Regions from separate parts of the Gossypium raimondii genome. Here region 2 is linked to region 1. Evidence: chromatin contacts called from public Hi-C data. All regions are on one chromosome and are shown on one strand. The core of a region is the stretch at or near the end of the contact, and the rest is flanking DNA. Distances in the headings are between cores, read along the strand shown.

Region 1 (7,364 bases), core at 932-3,431:
AACCAGCTTTAAGAAAATCAAAAGGAAAATTGTAAAAAGCAGGTGCCCGAACAAAGGACCAAAGCCTTAATGATTTAAAAGCAACAAAAAAAATGTAGGATTGAAAGGAACAAAAGAAAATATATCAGCCAAACTACATTTTCCTCTCTAAGAAACGAAATAGAAATGTACTACATTACAAGGCTTGTATCCTTAACATCAATTCTCTTTTCCCTATACTTTACTAAAAAAGACATTGAAAAAACACAAATCTAACATTAAGTATAAATTCAAAACACAAGAGACAACATATAAACAAGAATGGTTAAGAAATATACCATGGCTTGACCAAGGCCAAGAACATCCCATCTGTCAGGCAAAACACAAAACGAACGAGCACCTTCTTCTTCATCATCGACTTCCTCCTCATCTTCTTCACTCTCAAATTCATCTCCTTTGCTACTGCTACAGCTACAACTCCCTCCAGAACTACAAGGAGAAGAAACCCAAAAGAACCCACCTTTCTCTTTCCCCATTGAACCAGAAGTCACCCTCCCTTTACCTCTGAAATCACCCAGAAACCCCAACTCTCTTATAATCCTCCCACTCCCATAACTTTGTTTGCGGTGATATAGAGAAGAAAATAAAGGAGAATGGAAGCGGTAAAGAGAGAAAATTGGAGAGCAAAAAAGGGAGTTAATTTGTGGAGGAGATGAAATAGAAGTAAGGAAGGACATAGTTGAAAGTAGTTTAAACACTTGGTTTTATTATTAACTAAAATGGGAACCTATTAGGGATGGAAGAGCTGTCTGGGAATCGAGTTTTCTTTGTTTAGGATGGAGAATTGGAGGCAGAAGACATCCCCATCCACAAAGATTTTGGTGAATGTTTGAGAGAGAAAGGCTCTAAGTCGCTGCTTCTGTTGGTGTGTTGAGGATAAAATGGAAGGATGTTTTCCTTTTTCTTTTTTCTTTTCTCCATTTATTATTTTATTTTATGAGTTCCCAGGGGTGGTTACGTGGACGTTTACTTTTACATAATATTCGGTAAAATTGCATGTATAACAATTATTTCTCAAATTTAAGTAATTGAAAAAATAAAATTATACAAAATCAACAATTAATTTAAGTAATTGCATTTCTTATAAATTGAATTTATTATAAATTTACAAAAAGAATTTCAAAATTAATAATCTGAAATGTATTAGCAATTTAATGCTTAACATTTTAGAATAAATTTAAAAATTCAATTTATTTTGGAATACCTAAAATTAATGATTATCATAATAAGTAATAATTGTAATGTTAATTACATTACATTATATTTTTGTGCAATTCAAAATCAACTTATTGTATAAAACTGTAATTTCAAGTCATCTTTATTATGACAAATTAAATTTTTTAACATCAACTAACTTTTTCGCTACACCAAAAAGAATTGAGATCAAATATTAATATAAAATAAATTAATCTAATTAAAACATATCATAAACACATGCAGTATCATATATTTATTTATTTATTGAATAAAAATTTTAAATAAAAATTAATGCTATCTTCATTTTCTTTATATTCTATAGTCCCATTTAAGTTTCCAGCCAATTATAAATAGTGAACACACCTAGAGGTCAGTGTCTAAATTTACTCAAAGAATATATTTTATGCAACACACTTTGGCAAATTTTAACAAAAATTCTATTTTTCTGCAATTTTAATTCTACTATATGACAATAAATATCTTCTCTAACGTTCAAGATTTTCTTTTTTCCGAATTTCTTTGCCGTATTCGCATGCATGCCATTAGTATTCCAATAAGCCCGATTTTAAAAAAGAACTTTTGTAAAATAAGGAGATTGTTGAAAGTTGAAATCTTAAATATCAAAGATAAACATTTGATGATATGGTATTTTCTCGAATTTTAAATTGCTCTTCATCTTTAGTAAAAATAAGGGTAAAATAAGTCTATAATCACTCAACTTTAATTAAAATAATAAAATAATTATTAAACTTTAGAAAATTACAACTCAATCACTAAACTTTAAAAAAAATAACAAATCGGGTCACTAATGAACATTTTCCTCTATAGAGTATCAGAAAACTGAGGTGACCCATTAACTAGCCACGTTGTACATTAACTATCTACGGTGGAACCCCAATTTAAGAAGCAGAAGAGAAGAAATGGAGAAACCCACGGTTGATTTGAGTTTTCTGTTTCATTTCCTATTGGAGAGTTTAACCCTCTACACAACGACTTCCTCTAGCTTCTTTTCAACCTCTTCTTTTTTCCTAATCTCTTATGTCATCTCCTTCTCAATTTTGGTGGCCAGCTTTTTCTGTTCCTTGCAATCCATTCCAACCCTAAACCCTCGACCAAACAAATGTTGTGCCTCGTGAGGGAGTTTGGTGCGACGCGGATAATGACGGTTCTTGGGTTGCTTGTTATAGCAAATTCTTGTGTTGGGATGCACCAAGGTAGTAACGCAAATGCTCTATTGTAGTTTTCCTCTCAAAGCTGTGAAAGGATATGTGCTGATGGATGAGAATATGCAATCTATTTTCCTAGTATTAGTGTTCGTAAGATGAACCTTGTGCATAAAAAAGAAAATGTTCCAATGCCTAACGGGAATTTCTTCAAACGGCTTATCTGCGTCAAAAGTTATTCACTCGCGACTCGTATTTTAAAGTTTGCATGCTTGAGAGTTGAAATGAAGGAAACTATGTAGAGCAAACTGATACAAGGCTTGCAAAAGGATATTTTGATTTTTGGAAAAGGATTTTGGAGGAGGGTTTAGCAGAATGGGAATCAAAGGTATTGTTGGCGGTGTCGTTAGAATGACGAGGTTTTCGAGGCGGCGCTTTTGCAAGGTGCGCTATTCTTCAAGGCGCTGGAGTGTAAGCTGTTCTTCTCTATTTCCTTTTTTTTTTTTTTTCTTAACTAGCTATATTAAATTTTCAATAATGGTAGGGACTGATTTATTATTTTTAAAATTTAATGATTGAACTGAACATTTTTAAAATTTAGTGAATATTTTATTAGTTTAATCAAAACTGAGTGGCTACCAATTTACTTTACCCTAAAAGTTAAAGGGAAAAAATAATTGCACCAGAAGAAAGAAGCATTTTGAATTTAACGTGGGGGAGTGAAGCAAATATATATATATTTGGGTTTAGCTATTTGTAGACATTTAAGAAAGATAAAAATTGTGGCTAAAAGGAAGCCATAGATATTTACCTTTGCTATGGACCCGTAGATAAGACTACAGCCACGCGTCAACTTTGTAATAGAGAACCAGCCAGAAGCTACTCTACATACAGCATCACCAGATCTCACCTCTTCAATCGAAATCCAAAGATTTTGATGTCCATCACGATCACTCTCTCAGGTTAGAAGAACAGAGCCACACCAGTGGAAGAAAAAGAAACCGTAGTATTCAGGCTAGTGATCCAACAACGTTTTAATCCCTCTCTCTCTCTTTCTATTAGTTTTATAATATTTCTTCCAATTTTTCATCAATTTCCTCTGAATTTTCATCCAAGGTAAACAGAATTACATTTTCAGTCTCCCTTGCATCGCTGCATTTGCATTGTAGTTTCTTTTAATTTTTTTTGTTAAAGATTTGTTTTGAATTAATTTATTTTCACAGTTAATTATTCCTATGAATTTTTTCATAGTCAACTTGTGTTTTCTCCCTGATTAAAAATTTTGAATCTCCAGAAAACCTCTTTTCTTTTTAAAAAATTGTGATTTTTTTAACTGAGAAATGAATTAGAATTTAAATTTGATCAGATTTGATCTGGTAATGTTGATTTTTTCAGATTTGATTAAACATAAGAAGCAATTATGGAATTCTGTTGTGTATTTGTAGGTAAAATGTAAGGGAGTTCGATTTTAAAATTAATTTTGTTTTTTGGTATATTTTACAGGGGCATTAATTTTCGTGGAATTTGAAGTATATTCTTTTGGCACCAATGGAGCGTGCGGAACTAACAACTGAGCAGGTTGGTGATCTGATCACTTAATTTGCTTTATTTGTTATAATTTTACATAAAACTAAGTATTATAGAGTTTCAAGTTTCGGTATCGGAATTTGAAAGCTTCAGGGATCTTTTGGTCGTTGCTTCTGTTATTTTCTTGCAAGCAAAAAGTAGAAAGTGCGGTAGAATATAGAAGCAAACTATAACTTTGAAGAATTAGACATTTAAGTTGTGAAACTTTTCTTTCAAGAATTAGACATTAAAGTTTCATTTCTCTGGTAGATTTAATTTACTTCCATGGGTGCATCCTTTTATTTTTTATGTTATTGAATGCCTTAATTTTGAAACCTTTAAAAGCATGAAGCTTCTCAAAAGTAGGTTAGGAATTCTCCTATGAACTGCTTTGATGGATGACACAGGTTTTAGAATTCTTTTAAACGCTTCAAATTGTTTGTTTGTTCTCTTCATCATGGCTACTAGAGCACATTCTTGTTTGCTTTCTTAAACAAGCACACTACCACTTGGCTTTTGTTTAAATTTTCCCTGATCTTAATTTGTTAAACATTTATTCTATGTTATGTTCTTCTTGTGATTTCCATGTTCAAAGAATTTAAATCATATTATCTCTTTTTTAAACTTTTTCAAGGATATAGTTAATTACGAATGGTTACTTGTTACTGGTGATTCCAGTTTGTTATCGTCGTTTACTCTTTTAAAGGTTCTGAAGAGAGACATCCCATGGGAAACATACATGACAACTAAGCTGATTTCAGGAACAGGCCTTCAGCTGTTAAGGCGTTTTGATAATAGAGCTGAAAGTGTCAGGGCACAGTTGTTGGATGATGTAACGTTTTCCAACTCTTCTTAAATTATGAGCTGGGTATTATCTTGTGTATATGTTCTTTTTTTCAATCTTCAATTAATTCAGTAATTTTGTTAACTTCTCTTCCATCATAACAGGATAGGTTTTTAAAAGCCTAAATAAAATTCTATGGGAAAATCTAATCAAACTAAGGATAAAAGAAAGATATTGATTGGTGAGATTGAATGTGACAGGATGGTCCAGCCTATGTTCAAGTGTTTGTTAGCATATTACGTGATATATTTAAAGAAGAAACAGTGGAACATGTTCTGGCTCTAATTGATGAAATGCTTACAGGTATGTAAAGAATATTGGTCTTGTGAGGATGCATTCATCATTAGTAAACTTAGTTACTACAATTTTCTATTGCAGCCAATCCGAAAAGAGCCAGATTATTTCATGACAAGTCTCTTGCAAATGAAGATACTTATGAACCTTTCCTAAGTTAAGTTTTTACTCAAAATTGTTTCCATTGTTAATTTGTGGCTGATTTATTATTTATTTATTTTCCTTGTGTTTCTTGTGTATATGTGTGTGTGGGTGGGTGGGTGGGTGGAGAATTAAGGTGGCTGATACTCTTGATATTCTTTAATCTTTCAATGATCAATTGGCTAGTAGTATCTAATAGTGATGTTTGCTGTATAGTTAGAATCCCTTTCCTAAATGTTATATTTATAAATATTGGCTTCACTTCTTTCTTTCATTTTTATTTTTGACTCTAAATTGAGTTGGTTCCTTGGTGCTCAATCTGCTTATGGCTCAAGCTGGCTTATATTGTTAGTGATGACTCTGATTCTCTGGGATGCTTGTTTTGTCGAAAAGTAGGTCCTCGATCCTTGAAGATGTAACAATTTTGTCCTCTCTTGCTGGTTTATTTTGATAGTATTTGATTCCATCTGCATGATGAGCTTGTACAAATATCTGGATTATTCTTGCCTTGCACATTACTGACCTTCATTTGATTTTTTGCTTTAAGTTGTCTATCTATTGTAAATAAATAGTAAATATGTATTATGAGTGTATTTCAAATCATGGATGAAAATATATACCTATACAACTGGCTTTCCATATATATCTTTGGGAAATTAGGTGGGGATCTCAGCTCAAAGGTTCAGGTTACCATAGACATGGTATTTATGAGTAGCTTGTGCTACTTTTGTCTGCCTGCCACTTGCAAGAGATTTTAGATGCAAATAACTTGTATCTTGAAGGTTACCAACCATCTATAATCGGATTATATATGGCTCTCAATTCTTATTTGCTGCTTTTATCTTTATTCTAGTCTTGGGCTGTATTTCCTTATTGATTTTTAAGAAAAGAAGTGTGTCTCTTAGTTAATTTTGAATATATTTATTCATGTACACTCAATTTCTTATCTTATACTGAATCATCTGAAGTAAAACTAACAATCCACAATTTGTCCACTTTCAGATTGCTCTGGAAAGGTAACTGGTTCATACAAGAAAAGAGCTGCAAGATACTTGCCTTGATAGTAAGGTACAAAATGTGTGATCCATCCAAGTAACTAAGTACATGTTTAAAGAAACTTAACCAAATTGCATAGTGTCTTATATGATTTAGTTAATGACTCTACATTCTTCTTTCTATTTATTTATAGTGCCAGGCCAAAAACCCAGAATGGTGTTGTTGCAAATGGAGAAGCCTCAAACTCGAAGACAAAGCTCACTACCATTGATGATGTACTAAGAGGATTGGTTGAATGGCTTTGCACACAGGTTAGTATACTGCTTTGGATTCTGTTTTTTATTGTCTGCAATGCACTGCTTATTTGTTACAGCTGACTAAAGTTGGTTTTGACTAGATTCTCCCTATAATTTTACATGTTCATTTATTTCTGTCTACATAGATGGTAGTTGTCCTTACTTCCTGACTCTCTATGTCTTTTGCAGCTGAAGAAGCCTTACCATCCTAGTCGTGGTATTCCAACTGCTATTAACTGTCTTGCAGCATTGCTGAAGGAACCTGTTGTCAGATCCTCCTTTGTTCAAGCAGATGGAGTGAAGTTGTTGATTCCTTTAATTTGTCCAGCATCCACACAGCAATCTATCCAGGTATTTTTTTTTTCACGTTTTAAGGTGGTCAGGTTTTAAAATTGAGAAGCTTTTCTTTGCAAGTCATTTGAGTGGCATAATTCTGAAATTGACAACTAATATTTGTATCAGCTTCTTTACGAAACATGTCTCTGTGTGTGGCTTTTATCTTACTATGAACCGGTAATCGAGTACTTGGCAACATCTAGGGCTCTACCCCGACTGGTTGATGTTGTTAGGAGTTCCACGAAGGAGAAGGTGAGGAATTATTTCTTACGGTATTAATTCCGTTTGCAGTTTTTCCAAGTTCTATCTGGTATGTCTATGTTGCTGGAATAAAGTGCATGTACAAGCAGGTGTACTATGAGATGGCATATGAGCAGACTTCCATTCCCTAGATTATCTGTTTTTACCCTATTACCTTTTTTACAATTCTGAATCAGCTTTGAATTTCTATTATTATTAGGTATAAGTTGCATGTTTTTACGTCCATGCTGA
Region 2 (7,294 bases), core at 1,400-3,899, 230 kb before region 1:
TAAGCGGCATCCAAAGATACATTCCAAGATCCTTGACCTGAACAAAGTTCACCTTCCTTCAGATATCTACAGCTGTTCCATTCAATACCTTGGGTGGAAAGAAAATTTGAGATTTATTTCTATTCACCTCCTATCCCGATTAATAACAAAACATGTCCAGAATCAGTTATACTCCCAGCTTGTTCCAGCATAACCTCATAAAATAACATAAGATCGTCCGTAAAAATATATGCGACAATGCTAGGCCTCTCCTAGAAAGCAACAGCGATTTCCACCTCCCTTGACTCACAGCTTCCTCTATTAGGTGGCCTAGTCTCTCCATGCACAACACAAACAAATATGGCAATAGAGGATCTACTTGTCGAATACCCCGGGATGGTCTTAAGGCATCAGTGACCGCACCATTCCAGAGTACTTGATGATGAGACACAGTTTAAGATAACAATGACTAACATTGCCGGTAAACCTACTTAAGAGAGTTTGTCCCTTAAAAAATCCCAAGTGATACGATCTACACTTTCTCAAGGTCAAATTTCACACCATCCCATATTTTCAACCTCTGAAGTTCCTCATGGAGTGAATTGCTTCCTAAGCTATGACAATGTCGTCCGCAATATTCCTACCCATAACAAAACTCTCCTGGTTCTGTTTAATAAGCTTTATCATCAAAGGAAGTAGCTTATTAACAATTATCTTCATGATTATTTTATACAGAACCGTATATAGACTAATTGGTCTAAATTGTGTAATCCTTTCTGGCCCTTAAATCTTTAGTAGTAAAACAAGGAAGGTTCTGCTGATTCTAGAATCCAACGGACATCCCTCCATCACCCATCGCACTAGTGTATAAACCGAAGGCCCAACAGTATCCCATTGTGCTTGATAAAACTTAGCATGAAACCCATCTACCCCGGTGCTTTAAGCGGAGCCATTCCAAAAACTGCACTTATAAAATATTATCCTTTAAATATTATTTACATGAAATATAATATATATTATTCATTTCTTTATTTTTTATTTTAAAACAATAAGCATGCAACCTCTTAACTCTACTTGTGGAGTTAAAAAAACTCTACCTAATATGTATTAAATAATTATTCAATTATTATTATAAAAATATATATTTTAGTATCTAAATTAAAAATTTATAATAATTAAATAGTGCAATTAAAATAGTGATCATAATTGTTTGCAGGGAAGTCTTTGAAAGGAAATTGCTACACTTTTTCTTTTTGCACGTTATAGTTATGGTCATTTTCATTAAGCATCGTTCTCAAGAAGCTTTTCTTTTAAATCATCTCAAAACATGTCTAAATTCATGGTTTAAAGATGAATAATTATGCAATTTTTGCCTTCCCATGTTACAAGTTGATGAAATTTATAAATATAAAGGGTTGAATTTGTGGTATTACTTAGAATTAGGATTAAATTGATAGAATGTGAAAATGTTGAGGACTAAATGATAATTATATTAATTAAAAAGGTAACATCATCATTTCTACTAATGATTTAATGGAGGTGACTATAACCGGGAACAAATGATAAAGTTAGCGGCAAAATGAAAATCTTTATAGTTTGATGACAAAAAAAAAACCGGATGACTAATTGTATAATTCACCCTTAATACTTCTATAAATTATTTTCCCCAATTTATAACCATTCATTATATTAGCTTAATTTCATTCAATATCTAACTTAATGTTTTTACCAACTACCTAAACTTTTAAAACCCTTTCCCGCAATCTGTCTATTAGAGGCCAAAAGAGAATGGAATGAAGAAGAAAATAATATAAATGCTCCTAAATTTTAATGGAAGCCCAAAATTTTGCACCTAAACACCATTAAGTAATTTTACAAACTCAAATTGCGACATTTTAATTTCCACCATGACCATGCAAAAAATGGCAACAAATTTGAGAAAATTCAATCTCGTTTCTCATTGAAATCTCGAGAAAAATTTTACAAGCATTACAACATTCAAAATTTTTCTCCAACTGTTTATGTTTATTGATTTTAATCAGAAGGAGACGAAATGAAGATCCTAATATGATCCAAGAAACTGAGATTTTGAGGCCTATCCTTACGTTTCACATAACCTTTGGCTTCTTTCTCCGAATATACCCCAAACCCTTTTCTCCCGTTCCTCTTCCACATCTCCTCCTCGTAACTCTTGTGCGCGTAATACGCCTGAGCTGCGCACGGCAATAGCTCTTCCTCCCCAGCCGGCGTCAGATGGATGGGCCTCCGCTCGTAATGCCCGCGACTTGTGCCTTCCAATTCGTCCAGGCGGTCCAGCCCCCGAGCCGACACGGCGTACAGCTCTCCCGTGACTCGGAGTCCCGAACCGGCCATGTTGAGGAGGAAAGGGACGCGGTATGGCCCGCAAACGAGCGGGTATTTCTGCAGGGTACGGTAAGTGCCTTTGAATACGGCGTCTCCCGTTCGCATCAAATCTTGAAGGAGCACGTGATTGGCAAAGCCCCGTTTCAAGGTGCCATATGTGAACACGAGGTTCGTACAATTACTGTTTTCCAATTCCACACCCATTCTAGTGGTGTTTGGTTGGCTAGAAAGTGAGGGAAAATCAAAGGAACAAAAAGAAGTAGAGAGGATTTGCAGGTTGTCAGGTAAAGATGGGGAGTGGAGTTCTATTAATAGGAGGATTCCGTTTGATTGGTTAGGAATTTTAACTGTAGAAAATTCTCAATCTGGAGGGTGGTAAATGGTTTTATTTAATTACTTTATTATTGGTCAAAGTACAAATAATTAATAATAAATATTATATAATTTAGTTAAAATTAATATAAATAATTTATAATAAACACCATGTAATTTAGCTAAATAATAGATCAAATTATCTATATAAATTTTAAATTATATTAATAATATAACATATAAATATATATTTTAAAATATTTCCTAAATTAAAGTACTATTATTATATAAAAATAATATATGTATAATTACAAATACATTTACATTCATTAATTTTTAAAGCATTTTAATTTATGAGAAAAGATGGTATGAAATTATGATTCTAAGTTATCTATATTTCTTTCTAATAAGAGAATGACAAATCAATTTTTTCTTGATTTTAGCTTTTTCCTCTTGAAAAAATCCAAATTTAATTAAAAATCAGGAGGAAAATTTAATTTCTCATTCATCTATTGAAAATAGATAAAAATGACGTGAAATCACAATTTCATAGCATCTTTTTCTTTGTTTATATCGATAATTTTGTATTTTAAGCTTAAATCCTAAATATTTTTAAATTAAATAAAAATAATAATTGAGCCTCTACTTAAAACTTAAAAGTCGGGATCAAAAACTACTAATAAAATCAATGATTTTATTAAAGTTTCACGCGCAGTTTAGCGGCGGATAAAGAGTCAAATAATTTTGTCCACGTGTTTGATAATATATCGTAGATTAAAAGTAGATGTGACAACTTGAATATTATTTTAAAATAAAACATTTTATTTAAGAAATGAAAAAAATTCAGAAAGAAATATAACCTTTATAATAGGCGCTATTTTAGGGGAATTTACCAGAAAAAGCTCTCTTTTTTTTAATTTACCGAAATGGACCGATTGTTTTATTATTTACCGGAATGGTCCATTTTTCGGGAAATTGCGCCCACGTCAGCGCGATGTCAGGGTACATGGCAGGACATCGCGTCCAAGTCAGCGCGACCTGCTGATGTGGAAGGAAATCGCGCCCTTGTCCTCCGCGCGTGAACAGTACCCCCCCAACAGTCAAATATATATATATATATATACCCCACCCCTTTTTTTTCACAAACAAATCCTATCTAATTTTTCCTCTCTAATGCTCTCAATTTCCTTCCAAAATTCTCTCAAACCCATATCTAATTTTAATTTCCTCTCAACTTCCTTCCAAAATTCTCTCAAATCTATTTTTTAAAATAATTATAATTTTTTTTATATTTTTTTAAAATAATTTTAAATTTTTTTATATTTTCATCAATGACCGGATCATTGATTCGTCTTGATAGCAATCACATATCGGTGGAGCAAATGAAAATGGTAAGTATTAAATTTAATTTGTAATTATTATTTAAGATTTTTTTGTTTAAGTATTTTTAGATAATTATTAATTTATTGTTTGTTATAAAAGTCTGAAGATCGGGTATTGGAATGCCATATCCGGAATATGCATGCTCTTCCATCACCGTTAGTAGAGAACTACCTGCGGGGAGTGGGTTTTTGGCACGTGGCGACGGTAGGCCAAGGATGCAAGTTGGACCCGAAACTGATTAGTGCGTTGATCGAGAGGTGGAGACCTGAGACGCACACATTTCATATTCCATGTGGAGAGTGCACTATCACTCTAGAAGATGTCAAGATGCGATTGGGATTCTGGGTGGGCGGGCACCCAATCCAGGTCCGCCTAATCTAGCAATTGGGAGGCGGTGTGCTACGAGCTTTTAGGCGCTATTCCGGAAAAAATGGATGGAGGTAAGGTCGAGATGGGCTGGTTATGTGCCACATTCCCCGATCCGAATGCAAATTCAACTGAAATCCAAAGAATCTGATATGCTCGATCATACATTCTTCAAATAATTGGAGGTTATCTGATGCCGGACATGTCACGGAGCCGTGTACATCTAAGGTGGCTGCTAAAACTCGTTGATTTTAGAAGAGCCGGTGAATTTAGTTTGGGGTCTGCCGTCTTGGCAACATAATATCGAGAGATGTGCGGGGCGACGCGACCGAGGAGAGCAACCATCGGAGGTTGCCTGTCACTACTGCAATCATGGGCACTGTTTCGCTTTCCATTTCTACGTCCTCGAGTGAACCACCCATATACATTCCCACTCGTAACGAGCTAAATTTTATATTACAGTTTAGAATTATTATGTAGATTTTGTAAGAATAAAAGTATGCTAAAATTTTATTTAATTAGGTGGAACCATCCGACAAGTTATCGTGGATTACCGTCTGAACTTGAAGATATACGACTTCTATTGGACCAACGGTCAGAAGCAGAAGTAAGTATTATTGCAAATAGATATTTCCATACATTCGCTAGTCGATTGATATTTAGTATTTAATATTTAGTATTTAGTATTATGTATATAACTAATATTTCTATCATGTTCATATAGTTTCAATGGACACCGTACGAGGATCCGGCAATTCGGGCAGTAATCCCGGAAGAGTTTTTACAAAATCCGAACGTTTGGCACGTGAAAGTGGTGTTGATCAACTATGCAACCGTTGAGCCCCACCAGACAGACAGAGTGCTACGACAGTTTGGATGTAGACAACCGATTCCTGCAGACCCTGAGGAGTTTGACAAGCACCACAAAATCGACCTTCGACTATTAGGTACGGATTGGCCTAGATACTGGTCAGAGTACACGGAAATGTGGGAAAATCGGCATGAATATCTACCTACTCGGGAAGAAATCATCGTTCCGGAGTTAGCGTGCGTTCCAGAATACATGCCATGGTTTAGGATCCATGGCAAGCCGTATTTACTTACACCAGAGAAGAGGCAACGGCAATTACGTCTAGGCCAGCGGCGCAGGAGGGATCGCACATGCCTTCGGGAAGCTCTCCTTTTTACCAATCGCCAGCAACGTATGGCTTTCAAACACCGTCGCCATTCATGATGCAAACACCTCCACATACACTATTCTTTGAAGGTGGATCATCGTCCCAAGTCTGACAACCAGATGCCGAACCGGAAGAACCACAATCACCACCAGAGGAAGAATAACCGCCGCCGGAAGCTAGAGGAAGGAGGAATCCAGCGTGCAACCGTCGACGGCCGCCATGTGGAACCGAATCCCCCGGGCATAGACATTGATTGCCTATTTAAATTTATTATTTGATGTAATAAAATAGAAGTTTATTTGATGTAATACACATAGAAATTTTTGAAGAAAATTTTGATATTATTTGATATAATAAAATAAAAACCCTAATTTAATTGAAAACCCTAACCTAACCTAACCTAACCTAACTTAATTAAAAACCCTAACCCTAACCTAAATTAATTAAAAACCCTAACCCTAACCTAAATTAATTAAAAACCCTAACCCTAACCTAACCTAACTAAAAACCCTAACCCTAACCTAACTTAATTAAAAACCCTAACCCTAACCCTAACCTAACTTAATTAAAAATCCTAACCCTAACCTAACTTCATTAAAAACCCTAACCCTAACCTAAATTAATTAAAAACCCTAACCCTAACCTAAATTACCTAAAAACCCCAACCCTAACCTAAATTACCTAAAAACCCTAACCCTAACCTAAATTAATTAAAAACCCTAACCCTAACCTAAATTAACTAAAAACCCTAACCCTAACCTAAATTAACTAAAAACCCTAACCCTAACCTAACTTAATTAAAAACCCTAACCTTAACCTTAAATTAATTAAAAACCCTAACCCTAATCTAAATTAATTAAAAACCCTAACCCTAATCTAAATTAATTAAAAACCCTAACCCTAACCTAACTTAATTTGATAAATTTTACTAACCATTAACACAATTTTGGACTTAATAATTTTAGTTTATTTCATAAATTTTACTAACCATTAATACAATTTTTGGCTTAATAATTTTACATATTTTGATAATTTTACTAACCATTAACACAATTTTTAGACTTAATAATTTTAGTTTATTTGATAAATTTTACTAACCATTAAAACAATTTTTTGGCTTAATAATTTTACATAATTTTATATAATGTTAGATTTGGTAAAATGTTTTGACTGGTACTAAAAATTTGACAAGAAATTAAACTAATTTGATAATTTTACTAACAATTAATACAATTATCAATTAATAATTGAAGAAAATATAATTTTTTCTAAAATTACATTCAGCTATTGCGATTAGGGCATGATCGACTTGTATGGCCTGGGTTCCTACACCATCCGCACAACTTCTGTTGACTGGATGTTTCTCGGATATCCATATTGTTCCGTATTCTAGTGGAGCAAGGTCGACCCTTTGGTTTGCGAAGCAATTCTCTATCCGGTAACAGCTTAAAAGGAGCAAGAGATACGGGCAGCCACTTATGTTCATCTGGGACCGGTGGGAAAACGTGTCTCCATATGTTGTACATGTTTTCTAGTTTGTAGACTTCGTCCACATAACTCATCGGATCCAGACGGAGTTTCTGACAAGCTGCAATAACATGAGCACATGGATAACGAAGTGCATCAAACTTCCCACAGTCACAAGTCCTGTTTCGCAAGTGTACACGATACTGCCAGCCAACAACACCTTGGTGCGGTCTGTCAAACTCCGT

The links. Hi-C and Micro-C count contacts between places; a contact is called where the count stands out from the background.
Region 2: a contact with region 1 is called in a Hi-C map of leaf, with 4 times the contacts expected there. The contact joins the promoter of LOC105787972 here to the promoter of LOC105787966 in region 1. A contact is called at or near these places in 2 of 2 Hi-C or Micro-C datasets (both in leaf).

What each region holds. Positions count from the first base shown.
Region 1 is chr2:8,923,250-8,930,613 of ASM2569854v1, reverse strand. LOC105787966 (V-type proton ATPase subunit H) reads left to right here and starts at 2,181. Exons shown (of 12, transcript XM_052625671.1): 1 at 2,181-2,870; 2 at 3,903-3,977; 3 at 4,672-4,797; 4 at 5,010-5,112; 5 at 5,188-5,260; 6 at 6,247-6,312; 7 at 6,434-6,551; 8 at 6,726-6,887; 9 at 6,999-7,124. The coding sequence starts at 3,948. LOC105787967 reads right to left here and starts at 943. Exons shown (of 5, transcript XM_012614600.2): 1 at 318-943. The coding sequence starts at 716.
Region 2 is chr2:9,149,097-9,156,390 of ASM2569854v1, reverse strand. It overlaps LOC105787972 (putative gamma-glutamylcyclotransferase At3g02910), which reads right to left and starts at 2,649. Exons shown (of 1, transcript XM_012614608.2): 1 at 1,913-2,649. The coding sequence starts at 2,547. The coding sequence ends at 2,014. It overlaps LOC128034627 (serine/threonine-protein phosphatase 7 long form homolog), which reads left to right and starts at 4,407. Exons shown (of 3, transcript XR_008190749.1): 1 at 4,407-4,840; 2 at 4,927-5,011; 3 at 5,129-5,926.